Linked DNA regions of Mus musculus: all the other regions are linked to region 3. The links are chromatin contacts, called in public HiChIP or PLAC-seq maps. All regions are on one chromosome and are shown on one strand. Each heading gives the region's core, a stretch centred on a gene start, on an enhancer-like site or on the middle of the called end of the contact. The rest is flanking DNA. Distances are from core to core; before and after follow the strand shown. Region 1 overlaps Etl4 (enhancer trap locus 4). Region 2 overlaps Etl4 (enhancer trap locus 4). Region 3 overlaps Etl4 (enhancer trap locus 4).

Region 1 (4,527 bases), core at 206-2,705, 120 kb after region 3:
CCTTTGTCACCTTCAGATCTAACTGGTAACAATTGAACTGAATGCTAATCCCAATGCTAATCCAAGTCCTCCGAAAGCAGCAGTTCTGATTCCGTGCTTACATATTCAAAACAGTTTCAAAGCAGGTTTTGTCTTAAAAGTCCCTAGTTTCCCTGTTCCAGGTACCTTGAGCTCAGACTTTAATCCTTGTATTATTGGAAAGAAACAAATGAATTTTCTCCATGTTCTTTTGAAGAGGGGGAGCTTAACTGCTCATAGAACAGTTAACAGCAGGAGATGTCTCCTCTGCTGCCAATTGAGGGGTCTGTACCCATCAAGGCTACAGGGCCATCCACCTGCCTCCACTACCAGGTGACCAGGCTTCTGTCTGGAAGCGAGCTTTCTAACTATTAACTTTTCCCTCCTCTTTCTTTCATCCATCCTGCTATTTACAGCTAGTTTCTTAAAAGTTCCCAAACTAATAACTCCAGCACAGTTAATTTTTTTCCAGTCTTAGAGAACATTTTTCCCCAATTTTTTATTAGGTATTTTCTTCATTTACATTTCAAATGCTATCCCGAAAGTCCCCTATACCCTCCCCCTTAGCGAACATTTTTATGAAGGAAAACAAAAAAACAAAACATGCAAGCACATTTGAAAACAGAAGGGCCCTGTTTATAAATCTGAGTCCCAGGTTATTTCCTAGATATTCCAAAGATTTTAGTTTTCATATTTTACAAAATGAAAATCCAGAATTACCAGAGTCTTACCTTCAGATGCGTGTGCATGCACACACACACACGCGTGCACACACACACACACACACACACACACACATGCGCGCAGCATCTGGGAACAGTCAACAAATGTATACAGTATCTTGATGCTCAGTCATCCTGTGAGTCCCTCTCTGTGTCGTCTGTCCCTGCAGCATTCTCCATGGGCACAATCAGCATAATACGTAATACATTACTTGTTTTTCAGCTCTATTCAAAAATCTCAGTTCATTCAACAACAACAACCAAAAAAAAAAAAAAAAAAGCCCTTAAGATAGCCCCAAAGCTGGAACACTCCGTGTGAAAAAGCTATGCTTATAGACTCCATTCTTCCTGCCAAGTGAACAATGCTCACAACAGACCACAGGGTTTCCAAATAACCTTTTGGCAATAACTGGAAATTAAAAAAAAAAAAAAAAAAACAGGAAAAAAAAAGCACATGCATTTACCTGTACCAAGCACTCCACAGGTGAGGCAGAGGCGAAAGAAGAAATCCTAGTTCATCTTCTGAAACTTTACAAATCTAATGGTCTTCGGACTCATCCGTCCTCCGAGCTGTCAGGTAAACCCCCCTCCATGCCTCGGCTGTTTTCTTTTGCAGTTTTTCCCAGTGAAACTCTCCTCATTTGCATAAAGCCTATTTGTAGCCTATAGGACTTTTTGAGTAACTACTTGTTAAACTGGCTGTCTTGACATGCTCTTTCAAGCATGACATCATAAATCTCCATGGAAACCTTAACACCACCTGCCTACATGCCAACGTTACCTGTCAAGTAAAGACTGAAACAATCATCTGAAATTGTTCATTAATGAAACCTTTCAGCCGGGCTCGGGATCTTTGCGCGGTGTAATTTGTGCTGTTGGCAGCAAGGGAACCAAAAAAACGGTGGCTTCGTTTTCAAAGCCTGAGCTGTTTTGCAGAAAACAATGATCAAAATTATAGGCATTCGCTAATCTGCCCCTCCCTGTCTAACAATGCACTTAATCAGTGCAAGAGGAAGAAAAAAAAAAAAACCTCACAGTGGCACAAGTGTGCCTCTCTCTACCGGGTAAAGTTACTTTGAAAAATCTTCAGTCTGCACTTGTAAGGTTTTCCTGCTCTTCCCCGCCACCAACCCCCTACCTACTTTTAACCAGGAAAACCTGCAAAACAGGTTCCTTACCTGAGTGTGTGTCTGTGTGTGCGGGTGCAGCTGTGTACATTTGCCTGTGGCCTGTGGCTGTAGAGGTGGGAGGAGGTACAGACATTTTTAACCCTTTCCTAGCAAGCATGTGCATGTCTCCCAAGCTTATACAAGTAGCTGGACAAACACGTATGCAATTTTCACTATCTCAGATTGTTTTTTAAAGATTTTAAATTGCTTTTAGTTTTGTGGATGGGTGCTTCGCTTGTTTGCCTGTTTATATGTGTACCATGTGTGCCCCACTGCCTGCAGCCCAGAAGGCAGCATCACAGCCTCTGGGACAGGAGATACAGATAGCTATGAGCCATCATGTGGGTGCTGGGAAGGGATCTTGGGTCCTAGGCAGCATCAGCAAGCATTCTGAACCATTAAGCCATCTCTCCAGCTCTACTATTACATTCTTTAAAAAATAAAATCCCTACTTGTCCCGAAAACTTCCTGGTTATGATGCTGAGCTAATTACTCCTTCTTTCCACTTCCAAATGTGGCACAGACACGGGTTTAAAACTGCTGATGCCTGCCACTGAAACGTTTGCATGGACCTGCTCCAAATCCACCAGAGTTTACAGACCATTATCAATTGGCTGTCAGGCGCCACAGCATAAAGGACTTCAGCGAGACTGAATGGGATCAGACACAATACCACGGTGCCGGAGACAGCCGGATGCTGCCTTGCTGCAGGATCCAGCAGCTCTCATTCCCCAGCACCCTGCAGCAAGCTGCACAAGGCTCAGCAGCACCTGCCCTCAGAGGCCAGAGAGCAAGTGTTAACCTTTACACTATGCCAAGCTCACATTGTCCTCTGCAGAAAGCAAAGCACTGGCTTCAAAAACTCGGAAGTGGCTCTTTCTGTAAAGGAAAGGGAAGGTCTTTGGATCAGTGAATAGCCCTGACAGATCTGAGTTCTACATTGCCCCAGTTCACAGTCAACAGATGGGACATTACCTTTGAAGGGAACCAAGAACTAGTGGGGTTTAATGCAACAGCTCAGAGTTGGAACCCTCGGGGTAGGTAAGGAGATTCAGAGACTCAATTACTGCCTCTGTGAGTTGCAAATATATCCAGATGAAGCCCAAGCTTATGCTTCACCCAATGGGGGCACAAACACAATGCGAGACAAACAAAAACAAGATAGAACCAAATCTGGGTTTGATTTGGTGGAATCTGCAGATGGAGTGGAAGCACTATTCAATTATAGTTATTCCTCGACGTTCCATTAGAGAGGAGCCCGTGAACATAGATTCAGCAGGCAGAGTGGTTATAATGGGCCAAATCTTCCCTTTAGCTTATTTAGGAAATGACAGTATCTCAGCTTTTGCTTACTCAAGTCAAGCTTGGAAAAGAGATTAAAAAAAAAAATCAGCATCTGAAAGGCACATGAGGATAATTACAAAAATAAGTTGGAGGCAGAAGCCAGGATTAACCCATTCATAGGCAGGCAAGCAGAGGTAAATGCTGGGGATGACATCATTATGGGATGTGGGAACGTTGGCTGATTTAGTGTGGGCTAGTTTCATGCTCCAGCAATCTTAGCCATAAGGACAACACATGAAGGTTGGCACGGATGCCAAGATTTGATTCAAGGTTGGCCAGCCAGTAAGGACTTCTCTTACAGTCCCCAAATGAGGGCAATGCAGAGCTGCCAACACTTCTTAAAGAATAGTATCATGATCTTACTAAACTAGTAACTAAGTTCAGGCATTTAAAACAATGTAATAGTTTGTATGTAAAATGTCCTACAGGCTTGTTTGTTTGAACAGTTACTCTCCAGTGGTTGGTGCTGTTTTGAGAGGCCTTGGCATCTTCAGGAGACAGGGAGTTGGTAGGGGAAGTTAGTAATTGATGGGGTCTGGGGCGGAGTACTTCAGCTTCCCTCAATGTTCTTTCTCCTCTTCCTTCCTTGGTCTACCACCATAGCTGCTCCAGCATGCATATCTTCCCCAGCACTGTGGACAGTGCTTCAAACCATGAACCAAAACAAATCTTTCCTCCCTTAAGTGGGTTCTTATACCAGGTATTCAGGGGTAATGGGAAGAAAAATAACTAATGTAATAATCTGGCTTGATTTTAATTTATCGACATCTCTTGCATCTATAATTGACTCAAGAGAGCAAATAACACTCGAATCTGTTTCAACAAATCTATGTTGTAACAGAAGTAGTGAAGTACTCACTCAGCAATAAAGCCCCTGAAAGATGAAAGAACACATGCATATGGTAAAAGAGGTGAGTTAGAAACTGTCAGTTAGCAAACAGTACCTTCAGTGAACACTTTCCTTGTTAAAATAATCAATTCTTACTTCCTTTGCGCTTGATAGCCACAATGTGAGGCAAGAAAGACCACCATTTCCACATTTCCTATAGATATGCTCAAAGTGATTAGGTTGGGTGGGTCTTCCACAGAAATAAAGTGTTGGAGGCTCAGTATAAATCTGGGTGGACCCAAGAGTTGACACCAGAACAACTGTGTTAACCAAAGACAGCACTACCCATAGCTTAATAAATCCACTCTCAGTGGTGTATGAAAGTTCTAAATAAATTAAGCCAGGCCAAGTGGAGTTCTTCTAACTTGAAAGTCTTTATTGGATT
Region 2 (4,490 bases), core at 1,381-3,880, 75 kb after region 3:
ACCATGACAGAGAACATCCTCTTAACCTTTACATCGTCTTTGCTACTTAGTTCCAAATACCACAGCTAAGATGATCAAATGAGGCACACGTGAGTGTTTACTCTTCGATGAGACAGTCAGGGGGTTACGTTCATAATCTATAACTGGAAACAATTCACACAGTTACTCTCTATACTTGTTCATGTCAAAAGTACCTGCATGAAAATGACAATAGATAATCAAAGGTGATGGGTAACTAATAAATCAGGGATACTAAAGGCAAAGAAGGGGCTACAGTTTTCTAAAACTGAAAAGGATTGTATAGGAAACGATCTCCTCTGGGCCACACCCTCTATGCAATTCATTCATTAGTCATCCAGCAGACATTCAGAGTTCTTGCTGCACAGGAGGAGGCCCTGTGCTATGTACACATAAATGTTTGATTCCTGTGAACCATAATCACCTAAGAGCTTTGTTGAGGTTGAATTCCCATTCAGCTAATCTAGTATGGAGGTTAGGAGCATGTATTTCTAAGGCTGGAGCTCGGAGCCCCCACACTTTAGCATGCTGAGTTCTTTGAACAAAAGGCAGCCTTCCAGACATCCTCAGGACCAGAGATTTTTCTGACCTTCTGTTTCCAACCCCAGCAGGGATCTCTCTCTCTCTCTCTCTCTCTCTCTCTCTCTCTCTCTCTCTCTCTGAAGTTCCCATATTTGAGGCTCCTCCAAAATGAACACAATGGCCTTTACTCCCTTCCAGAAATTTTCTTAAATCAGTCACAATTAACTTCACAGCATAGAAACAAAGACGAAGGGGCCCCACCACACTCAGACAGACTTTTAATTGGTTTTCTGGCCAACTTAATTCACACACTATTGTCTATCTATTCTTTGGAGGCTCATTCAATTTTCTAAAAATATCCTTTATTAACTTTTGAAATCACCCACAACACATCTCCATTTCTCACTTCCCTACCAAGGGGATATTTGAGTTATGTGTTTTTGAAAGACTTTCATGCTCATGGACCCATTACCTTGTGTTTTGCCTGTTAACACACCTGTTGCCATTTATGTCAGCAAACCAAACAGGCATCCTTCAAAAGAGGAAGGGGACCTCCCTCCTGCTCATGAAGTTCCGGGACACGCGCTCAGCAGACAATGTATTAAATAACCAAAAACTTTAGGGAGGAAAATAATGAAGGTTGAACCCTGATTTCATTTTTATTAATTCTTTGAGAATTTCATAATTCATACAATATATTTTGGTCATATTAACCTCCTACTCTTCATGCTAAGGCCTCCCAGGTCTACCTCCCACTCTTGCAACAGGCTTTTAAAACGGTATGAGGGGACATTTAACTGTAGGTGGGTGTCAGCATGCCCACTTCATCCCTACTCTTCTCCCTACCCTGTTATAGCTATATGAACTCAACTTTAGTTATTTATTGAGTGAGTGAGTGAGTGAGTGAGTGAGTGACTAGGGTTTCTTTAGATGTGAGTGAGTGAGTGAGTGAGTGAGTGAGTGAGTGAGTAGGGTTTCTTTAGATCTAGAACCATGCTTGTCTTCAGGAAGGCTTAAGTGACCAGAGACTAGGGTACCATGTAGTCTCTCCTCCCCCAGCCTGAAACCTGCTTGCTCAGGGGTGGAGCTTCCTGCTCATTCGTTCTGCCACGCCCACTGCTGGAACCTGAGGAGCCACACACGTGCACCTTTCTACTGGACCTGAGATTATTCGGCGGGAATCGGGTCCCCTCCCCCTTCCTTCATAACTAGTGTCGCAACAATAAAATTTGAGCCTTGATCAGCGTAACTGTCTTGGCTACATTCCTTTCTCTCGCCACCTAGCCCCTCTTCTCTTCCAGGTTTCCAAAATGCCTTTCCAGGCTAGAACCCAGGTTGTGGTCTGCTGGCCGGACACAACAGTACCAGGTGAGTAGAGTGTGAGAAGAGAAGAAAATAATGGGGGTGGGGGAGGGGAGTCTAAGTCTCAGGTCACTGGCATCTTTTAAAAGTTTTTGACCAGCTGAACAACTTCCTCAGCAAATGGTAAAGACAATTTAACTCCCATTCCAATGAGATCAACATTATTTCTCATTCCATTATAATAATTTAGATGAATCTTATACCATCTAGACTACATTTTAGTGACTTAACTATGTTTCCTGTAATGATATGGCAAGCCTTTGCTGGTTAGAAAACCCGAGACCCTTTTTCAAGCATCTTTGCTCAAAAAGCTAGGGAACTCATGGTCTCACTAAACTTTGAATCACTAAACAAAAGCCCACCTGTGGTATTTCACTTTATTTAAGGGTCTAGACTTTCTCTACATGCTAGAAAGTGTCCACTTCAAACAATAGATTTAAAAAAAATCCCTTTTACTTAAATAATAAGCAAATTTATAAAGTGTCCAAGAGAAACACATCCAGTGGAAATCCCCCTCCGTTCCTATATGGGGTTCAAAAGCAAAATGAAATGGGCTCATTGTTGAACACTGTGGTGGGATATACTAACAGGGGAGTCTGATCAAAACCAGTTCTGATGTAAACCTCTAAGTACAATACTATAGGTAATGGTCCCCAGTTTGGTGTCAGACCCAAGGACAAGGCACTGAGTGCATATTTTGCATATCAAAGCAGACCTGACCTCCATCTTCTCCCAGCATCCCTCAGTCCCTACTTGGAATAACCTGCCTCCAAACTTGCACGTCCCAGCCTCAGGGCTGGGCTGTCCTTTTTCAAGAGACTCCTCGATACATAATCCAGACATTTTGCTCTCTTCCTCCCTCTCTCCCACCCTCCCTTTCTTCCTTCTTCCCCCCTTTTCCTCTTTCTCTTTCTCTCTCTCTCTCTCTCTCTCTCTCTCTCTCTCTCTCTCTCTCTCTCTCTCTCTCCCCCTCTTTGCATGCCCTTTCTCTCTTTCTCCTCTCCCCCACCCCACCCCATGGCAACTCCCCTGGTCTCAATTCTTGGGGCTAGTGAACTCACTGAAGAGCAAGCTTCCTAGTAAACCTGCCTTTAATATTAACTAATCTGGTTTGAATTTGCTCATTTCAGAAAAATAACTTATCGTTCACCACAGGCTGCTTTAAGTTAGAAGTTGGAGTAGCATGACAAATGGCTGCTACCTACTGTCTAAGGAAAAGAAGGTAGGAATGTCCCATTGGGATGTTATAGAGGAGGAAAAGGACCTGCTTCTCTCTGCAAGGTGGCCTTCCACAAAATATTGTAGTCAACAACGAAGAATGATTCATATACTATAGGTTAGATTTTTATTACTGAAATAAAGTTTTGGGAATAAATTAGTATATTTCACTCACAGTTTTAGAGACCTTAGTCCACGGTCACTGACCACACTGCCTAAGGGTTAGTAGAGTTTGTGAGCAGTGAATGAATGGTGGCCAGGAAGAAAGAATAGGAAGGTCCATTATCATGCAGATAATTGTACTAACATCCTTCTTCCTGGCCCAGCCTCTTGGAGGGTCTATTCCCTCCCAAGAGCAGTTACAGACTGGAGACCAGGTCTCCAACTCATGGCCTTTGGAAGCCATCCAAGATCCAAATTACAGTTACCTCAGCTAGAACAACCCAACTTCAGGAGACAGATGGAAAACTTCTTCTGAAACAAGAGGATAATTGGCCAGCCCTGCTAGATTTATCTTAATGACGTCCAACTGAAAAGCCTTCAGAGTGATTTGTTCATATTAGACATTGATAAAGCTCTTTTATTGAATGTTGGATTACTGTGGGAGGGAGATACTTAGCAAAGAAAAGGAGTGAGGAAAGTTCTTGTTTTAGGACCTGTAAGAGCCTCATCTGGAGGTGGGTAACAGGCAATGTTTCTAGGGACAATATACTAAAATCCTAAACTCTGCTGAAAAAAATTGTGATTAAAATCAGATTTACAGAGTTACTGTTATTGTGTGACTATAGATAAGGAGCTTTGTCCTTCGAGAAGCACATTCTTATACCCTAATCCTTACTCCTGTTCTGACAATGACCCATTGTTCACTGTTGGCTTTGGATTTCCTCGACTTTCTGAAGGACTCAGTGCCCTTGAGATAGTTTCAGGCCTCTGACTCCAAGACTCTTGCCTATCCTCACTCAGTCTCTGGGAGCCTTCGACCTGCTGTGCAGTATCGGAGATTTCCTACTATGTTATCTTGGCTTATCAAGTCTTCTTTTGCTCTCTTTGAGGTTACACATCTATCTGTTATCTGTTGTCTCCAAACTACTCAAAGCTCTCAACTCTTCTCACTTGACTCTCCTGCTCCACTCACTACACAGATTCCTTGTCAACCTGGGATCCACCTCTTTGAGCTCTGTGCCGACGAGGACCAGTGCTTTGCTACACAACATTTTCGATGCTCGAGGCCCCTCCTATAAATTGGGTGCACATAGGAGCCAGGTGTCATCCTTTCACTTCTCCCACATACTCCCAGAAACCTCTTCTATTTTCTTGCAGGCTGGCTCATTACTTGCCTCTTCTGTCACTCCTAGTGGAAGCTCCTTATT
Region 3 (4,338 bases), core at 1,613-4,112:
TTGTTTTTAATTAAGTGGATTCACATGTTTCTGTGTGAAGGTGTGCAAACAAGAACACAGGTGCCCATCCATTCTGGGAATTCCGAGCAGTGCAGACAGTATATGCTCCCAATCGCTGAGCCATCGCTCCAGCCCAATACAGCACTGCGTTGCAATCACTGACAGTACTTGGGAAAACAAATGTCGAAATGCTTTAGATATTAGGCTCCAGGTGATGGCTCAATGGGCAAATCACTTGCCAAACAAGTACAGGAGTCTGAATTCAAATTCCCCAGACCCACGTAAAGGTTGCGAGAAGTAGTATGTATCTATAATTCCTCTGCTATCACAAGGAGATGGGAGGCAGAGGAGAATTCCCTGAAGCCTGAAGGCTCCAGGTGGTATGGTACACACAGTAGTGAACACACCACACACACTCACAAACACACACGCGTGCACTTGCACGGGCCTGAGTCCTTTCAGTCACCACCCCACACTGGTGGCTTCCACCTTTGGAGATGGCTGATTTCTCCCCCCTCTCCCCTCCCCGGTCTTGCACCAAGATGCAGACTCTGATTCCCTGGACCTCTGTTCTTTAAGTCACCACAGGGAGCAATCACCATCAAAGCCAATGCCTTGCAGTAGAACCGCCATAAACTCAGCAATCCACCCCCACCTGATGAATTTGGTCGTCATCTGGACTAAACCCTTCTCTACTGTTTTAAATGGTTTTTGGTTTTTCAGTCTATATTTACAGATATGCAGGACCTCTGCCGGGCTTACTCAGGGCTGCTCTCTAAAGCAGTTCTTCTGGAGTCTGGTCCACCTTCCAAAATCTGGCGGTACCCAGAGGAAGCTGCTGATGCAGTTCTTATTTTCACAGAGCCTCATTTGCAAATTCCTGAGGGCACACGGAGGGGTGGGGACATCTTGTGGCTACTCCTTCCCCAAAGGCCAACTAAGGAGCAGCCAGACACCAACCCTACTTTCTCGATGCTGCATTCCAGACAGGCACCATGATTAAATGGACACCACTCCGTCATTAAACGGCAGACCTAATATCAGTGGGGTGATTTTTCATGGAAATTATTTAAAAAAACCAAACTCTACGGGACAGTGTTTTTCACATTTGTGGGAGGGAACTAGCTTTCTTTTAATCCTTTCTAACCTCTGAAAAGAGGGTGAAGGAGAAATGTCACAAAGTTCTGTTGAGAACTTCAGCGAGTGAGTGTTTACTTAGATGGCTGGAGCACCTGACGGAAGGCAAGTCTGAAGGAAAGCTGAGGGCATCGGAACCTGGCTGAGTACATTTCTTTCTTGGTGCTGCTGTTTGGCCAGCCCTAGGCATGAGGTAGCCTTGTTTGGCTATCATCTGACTGGGACTGGCTCTCTCTCTCTCTCTCTCTCTCTCTTTTTTTTTTTTTTTCAAGACAGGGTTTCTCTGTGTAGCCCTGGCTGTCCTGGAACTCACTTTGTAGACCAGGCTGGCCTCGAACTCAGAAATCCGCCTGCCTCTGCCTCCCAAGTGCTGGGATTAAAGGCTTGCGCCACCACGCCCAGCTCGGGACTGGCTCTCTTAAATGATAAGTTCATACCTTTCATGCCAGGAGTGGTCTCTCAGCATCCACAGTGGACTAGAGGCAAGATCTCATGAGACACCACAGTCTAGTGATGGAGGTGCTTGAATGCCTTGAGTAGAAACTGGTGGAATCCCCTGACCTCCAAACACCTAACACAACCTGAAAATCTACTTAAGTAATTATTATATGTTAAGGAACAGTGACAAGGAAAAGAAAGTCTGTGCATATGTGGCACAGATTCAACTTATTTTTTTTCAAAGACTTTTATGTTAGGGCCAGGCAGGGTCTTGGACATGCTGGACAAGAATTGTACTACTGAGCATTATCCACAGTCCTGTAATAATTCTGGCCTGTAGCTGGTTATATCAAAGGATTCAGAACTAGCGAATACAGAGAACCGCTTATATTTATGGCTATGTGAACAGACACAACGAATATACATACATACATGCATTTATGTATGCCCTACTGCTTTTAATTCCTCTCCAAATACATGTCCTAAGAGTCCCTTGGAGAATAAATCATGCTTAGCCCCTCAACATCTCTCTCACTGTCGAAATACTCAGAAGCAACATAGAATTATTCACATAGAATAATTATAAACACAGCAGGTTTATCTCTGGGCAAATGTGTAAAGGCGGAGGGAGTTTGAGGTCTGTCCACTTCAGAGTCCACCATCAGGGTGCCAAGCCTCCACACAGCACATCCTGAGAACTACAAAGACAAAGTATGCTCCATATAGAAGTATAATGCAGAATAGGTTTCCCCACTCAGCCTGTTGAAGTGTGCATAAAAGTGTTGCCCATTCCCAACACCCAGGGGCTCCTGTATTTGAAAGGTGGTCTCCAGCTGTTTCTGGAGGTTATGGATCATTTAGGACTGTGACAGGGAGCCTCCAGTCCACATCACTGGGGGTGGAATCTGAAAGTTTATAGTCTCACTGCATTTCTGGTTTACACTGCTCCTTGTGCGCCACTGAGATGTGATCTCTCAGTTTCCTGCTCTGGCCAGCTGCTGTCATGTCTCTCTGGTGTTATGGATTCTCCCTCTGGAACCACAAGCCAAAATAAACTCTTCCTTACACGAATTGCTTTTGTTCATGATTTTTTGTCACAGCTACAAAAAGGTAACCAGGACCAGGCTCTGTGGCCAGGGTCAGACAGCAATGGCATCTCACATCCCTGGGTAACATCTGAAGAGGCAGTGCTGTAAAATCAAGGAGCTACAGGTACACAGCAGCCTCTAGTGCAGAGCTCAAGGCCTCTACAAATACCTTAGCAGCCACAACATTGCCTCGATCTCATGTTTTTGAAAATCAAGAGTTAATGCAAAAGCCCATGCTGGGAGCTGAAGAGATGGCACAGCAGTTAAGGGAGCATCCTGTGTGTGACCTTAGAGAACATAAGATGACCACTGAAATACCTTGCTAGAATTGCACACTGGGGATCTTCCGCTAAAAGGTTGTGCTGAACACTCCCTTTCCGGAATGAAGCAGCAAAACAAGCTTTACAAGGAAGCCCCGACCTACAGAGGCAGATGCAGGTAACAACCAAAAAGGTTTTAGTTCCCTCTTCTGGTGACTAAGACTTCACCTCACCTGGGGCCATCAATGCTGCTTAGGAACTTTGGGAAGGTCTTGAAACAATTGCCCCTCCGGAAGGGAGAGGCTAATTACCATTTCTAAAGGGGGGAATGAAAAGGTCAGCATAGGCCAACAATGGGCTTAAACCAACTCAAGTTGTTACCTAAGTCTACCCTTAAACTGTATAAAAAGTGTGTGCTTAGGAGATTCCTGGTTGCAGGACAGTCCCAGCGCACTGGATCAATAAACCTCTAGCTTGTTGTATCGATCTCCATCTCTGTGTTTCTGTGAGTGGGACATCCTGGATGTAAGGCTCTTCGGGTCTTACACCTGCTCTTGCAGAGGGCTTGGACGTGGTTCTCAGTAGCCATACTGGGTGACTCACAATGATCTACAGCTTCAGCCCCAGGAATCTGACACTCTTCTGGCCTCTGCAGGCATCTGCATTCAGGTGCAAGTGTGTGTACATACAGACATAAAAATAAACCCTATAAGAGTTACCCTTAAAGGGATCTACAATGAAGCCGAATTAAAAAACCTCCTCATATGATCTATAATCCTGCTATCTGGAATTTATTCAAAGAAGCCTACACACAGATGTTCTCAATGAAAGACCCACAACGTGAGGACTCCCCCACGTTCTGACTCAGGAGGGGCAACACCCCAAATCACTCACGAGAAATGGTCTCGCCGCAAACTGCAAGAGGACTTTTATTTCAAGAGCACTCTCGGACCCACCGTCATACACCACGCAGGGGTAGAGGACCATGGCACCCCAAGTAGCTCGGTAAGGGGGTATTAAAGAAAGAAACCACAACTCAAGGAGGTGGGGAGGGTGTTGTTGGAAAATACCAAAAATACCAGTTAAGAGTCACAAGGAAGTGCAAAGTCACAAGAGTCACAAGGAATACCTGGTAATTGTGCGGGTTATTTCTCAAGGCAGTTTCTAAGAGCCCCTAACAATAGCACATTTGCATAGAGGGTTCCAGCAAAGGTCAGGGTGGGTCAGGGTGACTTTCTTTGAATGAACACTCCTTGAACCCAGGAAGCGGGTGGGTGAAGGAATGTAGCAATCTGTTTTATGATTAGCATACCTTGGAACATTGAGTCACAAAGGTCACATTCTCAAGCCTGGGCCTAAAGGCCTAGAACTTTGCTTTTACATTATACTTTTTCATCAGCAGCTTTATTCTATTT

Evidence for each region. HiChIP or PLAC-seq counts read pairs in DNA pulled down with a chosen protein or histone mark.
Region 1: a contact with region 3 is called in an H3K27ac HiChIP or PLAC-seq map of embryonic stem cells, with 47 read pairs. The contact joins two enhancer-like sites. A contact is called at or near these places in 13 of 484 Hi-C or Micro-C datasets (the AML12 cell line, Sertoli cells, cortical neurons and 2 more), 12 of 115 datasets of contacts at active chromatin or transcription factors (cardiomyocytes, craniofacial prominence, embryonic stem cells and 4 more) and 1 of 9 other capture datasets (adipose tissue).
Region 2: an H3K27ac HiChIP or PLAC-seq map of embryonic stem cells shows a contact between it and region 3, with 17 read pairs. The contact joins two enhancer-like sites. A contact is called at or near these places in 10 of 484 Hi-C or Micro-C datasets (embryonic stem cells, nephron progenitors and uterus), 10 of 115 datasets of contacts at active chromatin or transcription factors (embryonic stem cells, epiblast stem cells, pancreatic cancer cells and 1 more) and 1 of 9 other capture datasets (embryonic stem cells).

The regions. Positions count from the first base shown.
Region 1 is chr2:20,544,794-20,549,320 of GRCm38.p6, reverse strand. All of the region lies in intron 3 of Etl4 (enhancer trap locus 4), which reads right to left. Among named protein-coding and RNA genes, the nearest start is that of Gm17171, 210 kb to the right of the region's middle. Within about 2 kb of position 1,455, at least 109 of the 459 cell types and tissues checked have an H3K27ac peak or open chromatin away from gene starts, as enhancers often do. A contact at or near this core is called in embryonic stem cells and trophoblast stem cells, where this site is marked.
Region 2 is chr2:20,593,306-20,597,795 of GRCm38.p6, reverse strand. The region is part of intron 3 of Etl4 (enhancer trap locus 4); the gene reads right to left. Among named protein-coding and RNA genes, the nearest start is that of Gm17171, 260 kb to the right of the region's middle. Within about 2 kb of position 2,630, at least 8 of the 459 cell types and tissues checked have an H3K27ac peak or open chromatin away from gene starts, as enhancers often do. A contact at or near this core is called in embryonic stem cells, where this site is marked.
Region 3 is chr2:20,668,330-20,672,667 of GRCm38.p6, reverse strand. The region is part of intron 4 of Etl4 (enhancer trap locus 4); the gene reads right to left. Among named protein-coding and RNA genes, the nearest start is that of Arhgap21, 300 kb to the left of the region's middle. Within about 2 kb of position 2,862, at least 16 of the 459 cell types and tissues checked have an H3K27ac peak or open chromatin away from gene starts, as enhancers often do. A contact at or near this core is called in embryonic stem cells and trophoblast stem cells, where this site is marked.